2 separate regions of the Mus musculus genome follow, and region 2 is linked to region 1. Evidence: chromatin contacts called from public promoter capture Hi-C data. All regions are on one chromosome and are shown on one strand. Each heading gives the region's core, a stretch centred on a gene start, on an enhancer-like site or on the middle of the called end of the contact. The rest is flanking DNA. Distances are from core to core; before and after follow the strand shown. Region 1 overlaps Gm29899 (a long non-coding RNA gene). Region 2 holds the start of Saysd1 (SAYSVFN motif domain containing 1).

The links. Promoter capture Hi-C pulls out the DNA fragments that hold promoters and counts their contacts.
Region 2: a contact with region 1 is called in a promoter capture Hi-C map of cranial neural crest. The contact joins the promoter of Saysd1 here to the enhancer-like site in region 1. A contact is called at or near these places in 11 of 39 promoter capture datasets (the HPC-7 cell line, cranial neural crest, embryonic stem cells and 6 more), 12 of 115 datasets of contacts at active chromatin or transcription factors (bone marrow-derived dendritic cells, embryonic hindbrain, embryonic limb bud and 7 more) and 3 of 9 other capture datasets (adipose tissue, embryonic stem cells and liver).

What each region holds. Positions count from the first base shown.
Region 1 is chr14:19,736,155-19,741,863 of GRCm38.p6, forward strand. The region is part of intron 3 of Gm29899 (a long non-coding RNA gene); the gene reads left to right. Among named protein-coding and RNA genes, the nearest start is that of Nid2, 12 kb to the right of the region's middle. Within about 2 kb of position 2,132, at least 61 of the 459 cell types and tissues checked have an H3K27ac peak or open chromatin away from gene starts, as enhancers often do. A contact at or near this core is called in stem cell-derived neural progenitor cells, where this site is marked.
Region 2 is chr14:20,081,479-20,086,568 of GRCm38.p6, forward strand. It overlaps Saysd1 (SAYSVFN motif domain containing 1), which reads right to left and starts at 1,694. Exons shown (of 2, transcript NM_026209.1): 1 at 1,400-1,694. The coding sequence starts at 1,609.

The DNA of each region.
Region 1 (5,709 bases), core at 882-3,381:
GAATACAAGTGAAGTGTGTCTAGACTAAGGCTAGACCAGACTCTTGCACCTTGCAGGTGACCTTTAGAGAAGGCATTGAGAAGTTAATGAAGACTGGCAAGAAGCAGTTTTACACAAGTGCTATGGGACAGATGTTATTTTCCCTATATGATACCAAACGTTGGTTACCTGAACTGGTGATAGCAGACATTGTAAACATCAAGATATTGGCTGTGTTTACATTTTTTTAAATCTGAACTTTCCATGGGTGTGATGATGTACAACTTTAACCCCAGCACTTGGGAGGCAGAGTCAGGCAGATCTCAGAGTTTGAGGCCATCATGGTCTATAGAGTTCCAGGATAGTTAGGGCTACATAGAGAAACCCTATCTCATTAAAAGCCAAACCAAAATCAAAACCTAACCAAAACTCAAAATCAAACAAAATTTTAGACATTTTAATAAGGCAGTTCTGATGGAGAAACAGATGTCTAGAATTGAGTCCACAGTCTGCTACCAGAAGCTTCATCTCTGAAACAATGCCATTTTGAGTCTTTGGTCAAAAAAAAGATAACAATTTTTTTAAATTAATTAATTTTGAGACAAGGCTTCACTATGTAGCCCTGGCTGTCCTGGAATTCACTATGTAGACCACACTGACCTCAAACTCACAGAAATCCCTCTGCCTCTGCCTCCTCTGCCTCTGCCTCTGCCTCTGCCTCTGCCTCTGCCTCTGCCTCTGCCTCTGCCTCTGCCTCTGCCTCTGCCTCTGCCTCTGCCTCTGCCTCTGCCTCTGCCTCTGCCTCTGCCTCTGCCTCTGCCTCTGCCTCTGCCTCTGCCTCTGCCTCTGCCTCTGCCTCTGCCTCCTGACTGCTGGGATTAAAAGCATGCACCAGCATATCCAGCTTGTGATAATCAATTTTTGAAAAGTATTTTTAGATTTATTTATCTCATTTTATGTGTATATTTTGCCTGTATGTGCATACATGTGTGCCAGGGGCCTGTGGGAGCCCAGAAGGGGGAGTCTGGTTCACAGAAACTGGAGTTGGGGATGGTTCTAAAACCACAAGTGTTCTTCTCTGCTGAGCCACCTCCCCAGACCCTATAACTAATTTTTAAACAAAATTCATGGGCCTTAAAAGCATGTCTAGGAGCCAGGCAGTGGTGGCACATGCCTTTAATCCCAGCACTTGGGAGGCAGACAGATTTCTGAATTCGAGGCCAGCCTGATCTACAGAGTGAGTTCCAGGACTGCCAGGACTACACAGAGAAACCCTGTCTGGAAAAACCAAAAAAAAAAAAAAAAAAAGGAAGAAAGAAAAAGAAAAACAAACAAACAAACAAAAGTATGTCTAGGGGCTAGAGAGATAAGAAAAAGAAAGGAAAAGAGGGAGGGAGGGAGGGAGGGAGGGAGGGAGGGAGGGAGGGAGGGAGGGAGGGAGGGAGGGAGAGTGGCAAACAGGTGTGCTGGCCTGTGATTGAAATTCCAGTACTGAAAAGATAGACTCACTGGCAGCCAGCAAGGCTATGAACTCTAGGCCAGTGAGAGATCCTTTCCCAGGAGAGAGAGGTGGCAGGCAGGCACACATACAGTCACACACAGCCCCATACTTACCCCACACACTAAGAAAAGACAAGGAAGGAAAGGCATGCCTGTGGTCTACAATAGAGGTGTGGTGATGCATTCCTCTAGCCACAGAACTTGAGAGGCTAAAGATGGGAGATAAAGAGTTTGAGGCTAGCCCAGGCTATATAGCAAGACTTTGTTTGTTTGTTCAAAAACAAGGGTGGGGGAGTAAATGTGTCAACTAGTTGTTCCCACAGTGCTGAGAGGTCCTGAGTGGCTCATGAGCCTGGCACTCCTCCTGTCCCTCTGCAGTCTTTGCAGTTATTTCTCCTGTTTCTTTGGCTTTTTTATTTCTCCTGACTTTAAAGCTTCAACAGATGGACTAAACATCATTGCCCAGGCCCCTCTGAGGGTCCTCATCCAGCATGGGGTTGGGTGCGTTCAGAAACAGGCCCGAGGAAACCACAAGCAGGCTTAGGTTGAGAATTGCTGTGCACGAAATCAAATCCTCTTCATTCTGCTCTGACCAGAAAGAATGTTGAGAAAGAAGAGCCTGGCTCTGCTTCCCTGTGGATGTGATAAAGTCTGAGACTTGCAAAAAAGCTTAAGTAGTGCAACTTGTGTAAGAAGAATTCCTTGGGTGCACTTACTATAAACAAAGGGTCCTTGGCACGAACAGAGAACTGAACAGCTGCAGCTGCAAGAGATTTGCTTAGACAACCAAAACATTAAATACTCTTGGGGGAGAGAGGGGGAGGGGGAGGGGGGAGGGGGGAAGGGGAGAGGGAGAGAATGTCCATCTTCTTTCTACATCTCTGTAGCCCTTCTAGGACTAAGTGTGCCTATCTATGGCTGAAAGGAACACTAAGCATGACTGGATCTTCCCTTTATTTCTTTCAAGTTAAGTAAACACCAGGGTCTGAGGTTAAGTCACTAGACATAAATCAAATAAATAAAAAAGAGGACACTGGTGGGACTTGAGCTTCCCAGAGGATATTATACAAGCTAGTGGGAGTGACTGATGCAGTAAGAATTGCCTTTTAATGAGATTATTGTGGCTCCACATTGGAATCAGCTTACTTAATGTGGGAAAGCCTAGGGAAGCAACAACACAGCATCATGCATTTCTTGGTCGTCTTGCTCACCCTTATGGTACTGCAACTATCCAGACTCAGTTTCCTCAGGCATCACCATGAAGTCAACTAGACCTTGTTTCATGTCTCTGCAGAATTCAATTAATCATATGTTACTAAAATAACTGCTACATGCTCAAAGCATGAAATATGTAATTTCATCTTTTACAACAAATGTACAATTAACTGTGCTTATCTCTGCATAAAAGGAACTTTTAAAGCATGATGGCATTTTCCCTTTATTTCAAGTCAAGCAAACACAGAGGTCTAAGATTAAGATTACTAAACCATACTAGTAGATTTTACCCCAAATTTTACTAGTTTATACTAGAAGTACTATTGTTATTATTTTGGAACATGGAATTGTCAAATTATGACTTTTCAATTTCAAGAAAGTGTCTCCTGGGCCATCACGAACTCACTTTCATCCCACGCTGGACTCAAACTCTTAATTCTTGGGCCTCAGTTTCCCCAGTGCTGAAATTAAAGGCATGTGTCACCAATCTTCACAATCCGTTATCGTTTTTATTTTTAATAACAAGCATGTATCATCTCTGAAATAAAATCATCACTATGTCAAACATCTGGATGTAGAGGTAACGGTCTCAACATCAAATAATGACTAGTTGTTACAGTTAGAACAATACAAGTTAAAACTATAACATAATACTGTTTTGTGCCAACGATCCTGATTGCATGGCTGCAGGAGGATAAAGCAGCAACCACACCGAATGCTGGAGCAGACGCAGCAAGATTAAATCATTTACACATCACTGGAGGCTGCAAGGGGCACAGCCACTCAGGGGTGCGGGCAAGCACTGTTAATAAGTTAAACACACACTTGGTAAATGACCCAACAGCTCCAGTTATAGAAAAAGGGAGGCACTTATTTTCATATAAAAATCACACACAAATATTTGTAGCTCATTTATTCACAGCCATATCCTTCAACTGGTGAATGGATAGCTGTGACACACTGGTGCGGTGCAACACTTGGCTGCAAAAAAGTCAAATGTGCCATGCATATTTGCAACTCTGTGAATGAAAGCCAAAGGCATTATGCTAAGTGAAAGAAGCCAGTTGTCAAAAACTCTATGTTCCCTTTTATATGATGTGGAAAAAACAGCAGTGGCAGAGGGTTAGAGAACACAGTCTGATGGCAGACGGGGAAAGTGGAAGCCCTAGGGAAGTCATTGGGGATGGAACAGAGAGCTGTGTCTCTTGACTGTGGCGTTGCTCACACGTCTCTTAAGCAACTGTCACTCTCAGAGATCTGTGCATCAAAATGAGTATGATTGCATGTAAATCTAAAAATACCGTTTCAAAAAAGAAACATGCTATCAACATATATACTCAATTCATGTTTTCTCTTTAGAAATCTCTTCACAAGTGAGCTTTCATTCTGTCATGCTGGGGGTGGGGTCCAGGGCTGTGTGCATGCTAGGGAAGTTCTCATCGCCAGGCTCCTCACACCTCTGAACCTATCCCATGGCCTTGCTATGTCAGGTCAAGAGAAGCAGCTTTGAAACTGGCAGTCGCTCTACTGAAACCAGAAGGGTGATGGAACTGTGATATTCTTGTTTCCTGAGGGAAGTCTGGGAGTCCATAGTTACAGTTAGGAAAACTCTGTATAAGTGCAGATGGGTGAGGCAGAGGCCAATGCTTCATAAGGGAAGCCAGGCACTCATAAGCACACGCCATATTGTGGATGGCGTGTGCCAAGCCTTAATAGCAGCCAACTCTCCTTTCATACTGCAGGAACCAACCCCTTGCCTTGTTCAGTCATGTCTGCCTTAAGTTTCTCAACTTCTTCCATGTACAAACACTGGATAAACAGGTGTTTTACAGCCGGGGCAAGGTGCCTCTCCTGACAGGTTTCTGGACTGAACTCAGTGTATCTGCTTAAGCTCAAACACGTAACTCATAATGCTATGCTAGGCAGTACTAGAGTATCTGACGATACACTCCTCAGTTGTAAGCAGTGTAATGCTAACATCATTGTGCACACACACACACACATACATACAATGTATATATACAATAATAACATATTTTATTATTATTATTATTATTATTATTATTATACTGTAAAATTGCCTCAGGTTGCTTTTTTTAAAAAGTTTATGTAGAGAATAGAGGAGCAGTAAGAATGAAGCCAGAAGCCAGGCGTGGTGGAGCACGCCTTTAATCCCAGCACTTGGGAGGCAGAGGCAGGCAGGTTTCTGATTTCAAGGACAGCCTGGTCTACAGAGTGAGTTCCAGGACAGCCAGGGCTACACAGAGAAACCGTGTCTCAAAAAAAACTAAAAAAGAAAAAAAAGAAAAGAAAAGAATGAAGTCGGAACAAGAAAAAGGGGAGAGATAGAAGGGGACCAAAGTAACAATTCAGAAGCAAAGAAAAGGGAGATTGGGGGAGGGGACCCCTAGGTAACAATACAAAGGGCTGCAAAGCTGACTGAAACTGGAAGGCTAAACTTTTCTTTGTCAGATCCATTTTTTTCAGACTCTCTAAGGAAGAATCCTACTCTATACACTGTATTATTATTGAGTTCTATTGAAGAGTGGACCTAAGAAATTAGGTCTTGCAAATAAGAGGTACAGACAAGCTGCTCTGTGTAAACAAGCCTGGGTAATGATTATGGTAGACTAGATTGTCTTAATGAAGTGGCCATTTCACACAACCACTCACTCAAGGTCCAAGATAATGGGATCTACAGTTCCCAAGTGCCTCCTGTCCAGGGTCTACCTTTGCACTAGACCACCTCTTTCTTCCTGCCGGGAGCCTAGCAGTCTGGGAGCTCTTTTTCTGTTCCTTTGAGTCTGTAATTGTTAACCATGGCTGCCAAATGCTTCAAGTGCCACTAAAAGGAGGTCGTTGTCCCAAAGAGTCATGGTTCCTATGTATCAGCTACAGTCACTGACTAGCTGGGTGGCTCTGAGCGTGTCAACTGACCTTCCCACTAGGTTGCTGATGCAGATCTGTCTACAATGTTGGAATGAGTTATGTAAAATAATACACAGGAAAGTTTGC
Region 2 (5,090 bases), core at 444-2,943, 340 kb after region 1:
AAGGCCCTGTGACTGCTGAAAAGCGTAGTGTGCTGGTTCATTTCTTGTCAATTTGACCCAAACTAGAGTCTTCTGGGAAGAGGGAATCTCAATTGAGAAATGAGAGTGCCAGTAGGCAAGTCCATGGCCTGTAAGCTAAAATAAGCCCCTTCCTCCCCACATGGCTTTGGTTATGGTGTTTATCAAAATAACAAAAACCAAACCAGGACACAAATTTCCTCCTTGGAGTGTTTCATATTTCCACCCAGGGATTCCAACCTCACAGGCAAGTACCTTTGCCAGGATACTCCTGTGTGGAACTATATGAAGCCACAATGAGATTCGAATGGGCTATCATACTTGTCCAAATTATTTCTACCTAGATCACTCACAGTTGAACTTGAATACCCTTCTCTAGTCCAAGAGGGGCCTATAAGCCCATGCACATCACTCTAGGCAGTTACAGTGGCCACACTTCCATAGTCAAACCCCGTTTTGCACAGGCCAGACCTTGCTTAGCTTCAGAAATCAAGCTGCATTCAGAACAGTATGGCCATAGTCTCAAACCTCTTTTTGTTTCCTGGTCCAAATCCCATTTCTAAAGTACAAGCTACCCGAGACACTGGCTTCCTCTACCCAAGGTGTGAATAAAGTGCAGCCTTAATTACTGCCACCTCTGAGCCATAACCAGTAAGGCCTTTACCCCCTCACTAGCAGTGGATGCAGCTCAGTGGTTTCAGACCCCAGGACAAGGTGCTGAGGTGTATATTTTACACACCAAGCAGACCTGGCCTCCAGGTTCTCCAAGCATCTCTCAGTCCCTACCTAGCATACCCTACCCCCAACCCTGAACTTTCCAGCCCACAGGCTCTTTACTATATAACCCAGACTTTTTTTTGTTTGGTTGGTTTTCTCTCTTCCTCTTCTTCCTTTTCCTTCTCTCTTTCTCTTCTCCCTCCCCTCTGTCTCCCTTCTCATGGCGACTTCCCTGGCCTCCTTCCTAGGGCCAGTGAACTCATCGGCACAAAAGCAGCTTCCCGATAAACCTATATATATACTAATCTGGCTTGAATTGGCTTACTTCACCAGTGGAGAAATAACTTATCAGTTTCTCAAAGCCACGAATCTCTGTCATTAACTCGCAGTGAACAACTGGAGAGCAGAGATGTTTCTTCAAGCTCCCTAGAGCTTCGCTTTGTTTTCAACTAGTTGCTGCATAGGATTGTCTGGGATGGAAAACGTCAAGGCCACGTATCATGTGCTGATACACAGAGCGGAAATGCGGTGTCCAGCCACGAGGCAGGCGAGGAGAGAGCGCACAGGACAAGGAAGAGCCAGATATCCTGGGTGTGGCTTGGGCAGGCAGGGGCGTGGCCCCCGCGCGGAGGCGGAGCTTCAAGGTGCAGGCCTCTCTCCTCACCTGAGGCTGGTTGGGCTGAGCCTGAGCGATGGCGGGGTTGGCTTTCCGTTTCAGGAAGCGTGTCAGCCAGCCCGTGGCTGTCTTTGGGGTCGCCGCCGCTGGCTCCGCCTTCGCTCCCGAGGTCTGTACGCTCTGACTGGACGTGGAAGGCTGGGCTACCAGACTGGCCCGTTTGCGGGCCTCCCGGAACTCGGCTAACCGCTGTTCCATGGTGCGCAGCCGCCCGCTCGCCGGTGTGTGTCCAGGCCTGTCCTCGGCCGCCGTGCGCCTGCGCACGTGGCCCTCTGTTGCGCCTGCGCGTTGCATGAGCCCGGGTCGGAATTTTCCAAGGCTTTGTGACGTCTGGTGACCCTCCTGTACCTGGAGCGGTCCTCGGTTCTCGAGAGGAGAGTGAACTGAGTGTCCCATCTCCTCCGGCTAAAAGGTTGCGTTTAAAGTATGAGAACCGTCAGATGTTCCGGCTCTTGCCCGGGCCGCAGAACTCAGTTCTGACGTGTTTGCTCCTCACCTCAGGTTCAGGGAAGAACGCATGCGGGGAAGCCAGTGGTCAGCACCGCAGAAAAAGCGTCTCGGGACGCGGGAGGAGACCTGTGATCTCTGGGAAGTTTCCCGTGTCAGAAAGGCAGGATGCGTCCTACCTTCTAACTCTTACTGCAGTCTATCAGTCTCGCTGAAGGTGTTCACACCTCCATTTTCTTAGCATTTAGTTTGCTTGCTACACTAGAAAGATGCATTGACTAGACAAGAAATGTAAAACAAACGAACTTACTGAGGAAAAACTTAAATACACAAACCTGGGGGGGGGGGTTGTCAAAAGACTTTAAAAGCTAAGGATAGGAGGAAGCCAGACTGAAACTGTCTTATGGCCATCACAGGGCCACTCTTGAACTCCCAGCAGCGTGTTTGCCTGCACAAAACCAAACGACCCAACCTTCGCAAGCCCCCACTCCTAACTGGGGAGCTACTTATGGGTGATGATTTCGGGCGGGGTAGAGAGTCAGTTTCATGTAAGCCCTGGTAGATCCTGGTGGATTGCTCCATACCCATGAATGGGAATTTGTGGACTTCTTAAAAAGTGAAAAAGAGGACAAGGTGCGAGAGGGGTCAATGTTGGAGGAGTTAGAGGAGGAGAATGCATATGACCAAAACATACTAAAAATATATAAAATCTATAAATCGTAACTATAGTGTGTAACTACCATCCAGTAAAGAACATTTCTAGAACTCTGGGTGTTCTTATCCTTTCTTGCAATTAGTATTTACCCAAAAATTAAAATTTTAGATCTTACAGTTTTACAGATTTTTAAAGCTCCAAGCTAAGTACCAAGGATTTAGCTAAGTAGCACTTGCAGAATTGAGTCTCAAATACTTGTTGGATACTACTGAGTTCGAGTCAAAAAGCTAGAAAATATTCATTTAACAAATGTTTGTCTAGGGCTATGTGTTGAGTTCGGCACCAAACATTAAGGATTGAGAGCAGGAGGCAGGGATCACAAATGAAATAAAGACCTTTGCTTTCTACATTCTAATTGGAAAGATTTTTTTGTTGTTTTGGGTTTTTTGTTTTGGGTTTTGGGTTTTTTTTTTTTTTTTGGTTTGTTCTTTTGTGTAATGTGTGTGTGTGTGTGTGTGTGGTCTGTATGTCAGTGCAGTTGCTTGTGGAAACCAGAAGAGGGTGTTGAGTCCCCTGGAGCTGGAGTTCCAGGCAGTAGCTGGGGAAGCATTCTTAACTGCTGAGCCATTTCTCCTACTCCCAAAGTGGAGTTTCTATGGCAGTGTCATGTTGAGAAGCTATGAAAATCTCTTTCTCATCAGTCATAGGCCTGTTTCCCCTTAGAGACTGCAAATCCTTTTTGTTCATTGCATTTGTCACCCGACAACACTAAAACCTTAGAGCACACAGGGAAGGCGCATAGAAATAATGCATGGCCATCTGTGGCCTGTGGTGATCAGTGTCCCTGGTAAATGCGGTGCCTTCAGAAGGGTAAGAGAGGAGGCCTGGCAGAACTAAGTGAACCAATAGGGATGATTCAGAGGCCATCTTGCCAGCACCTGGAGCTGGAATAACAGGATGAGCCAAGGTTGCCCGTGAAGGATCACAGAATGGGTAGGGAAGGGTGGGAAAAGGATCAGCTGAGGCAAACCGGGACTTTCCAGGCAAGTGCTGACATCTTCTGTCTTGATTTGCTGACCCATTTTCTATTTGCTGTGCTTTCTTCTTATAAATTTGTTTTGGTACTTTGTAAACTTAAGTCCTTTTTGGAAGAGGTTGAAAGATGAGATACCAGAAAAGATGAAAGGATCATGAAGAACAAATCCCGCCAAGCCAACTTCATTTCCTCTTCAGATGAAACTGCAGGATAGAGAGCTCAAGAGGTGGCTCAGGGGTTAAGAGCAAATGTGCTGCTTTTGTTGAGGTCTGGAGCCTGAATCTCAGCACCCACACCAGGCTGCTCACAGCCACCTGGAATCCCAGCTCCCGGAAATCCAGTGCCCTCCTCTTGCCTCCTCAGGTACCCATGCATATACACAGACACAGAATTAAAAATAAAAATGAATCTTTAAAAATAAGCCCTGGGGGAGAGTAAATAATTGTTTCCTGGAGGGCTGGAGAGATGACTCAGAGGTTTATAACACTTGTTGCTCTTCCAAAGGACCTGGGTTTGATTCCCAACACCTACATGGTCATAGATAACCATCCATAATTCCACTTGTAGAGGATCCAGCATCCTTTTCTGACCTCAGGCACCAGGCATACATATTGTGCATGTATATACATATAGGCAAACACTCATAAACCTTTCCAATATACTAGTAGTTCCAAGATTAAAAACCCATTTAAGCAGAGAAAGTGATAGTCTCTTAAAGCCTGAGCCTAAAAAAAATTGTGTGTGAATTATGTATACTATAATACATATATGTGTGCATATATGTATATATGTGTATAAATATAGTATATATACTGTGTATATGTACTATATACAGTATATAATGTACATTATATATGTATATATAGTATATATGTATATAAGTATATTTATGTTTGTGCCCATAGAGAACTTCTACAGATATCTTTCTTGTCACTATCTTTTAAATAAAAGATAAAAATGTAGTTTCAAAAAAAAGAAAAACTTAATGCAATCCTATATCCAGTGTCAAAAGGGCACATTCAAGTTGAAAGAGAGTCTACTTTTATCAGAATGAACTACAAAGAATATATAAATGTCTGTTATCTGCCACAAAACTTAATGCTTTGGAGTAAGCCAAGAAAGGCTGAATTAATTTTTTTATACTTTGTACATACAAAATTATATATCTCAGTATGCATATGTGTGTATGTGTAATTATAAATAATAATATACACATGTGCCCTATGGCCTTGTGTTATGTTTTGAGTGTGGGCTACAGTTATATACTCACTCTGGGCCATACCATTATACTCTGTGGACTTCTCCATCTTTTGATTTTAGGTATATTTTTATTTTTATTTTTTTAAAAGATTTATTTATGTATTATATGTAAGTACACTGTAGCTGTCTTCAGACACACCAGAAGAGGGCATCAGATCTTGTTACGGATGGTTGTGAGCCACCATGTGGTTGTTGGGATTTGAACTCCAGACCTTTGAAAGAGCAGTCGGGCGCTCTTACCCACTGAGCCATCTCACCAGCCCATATTTTTATTTTTAACT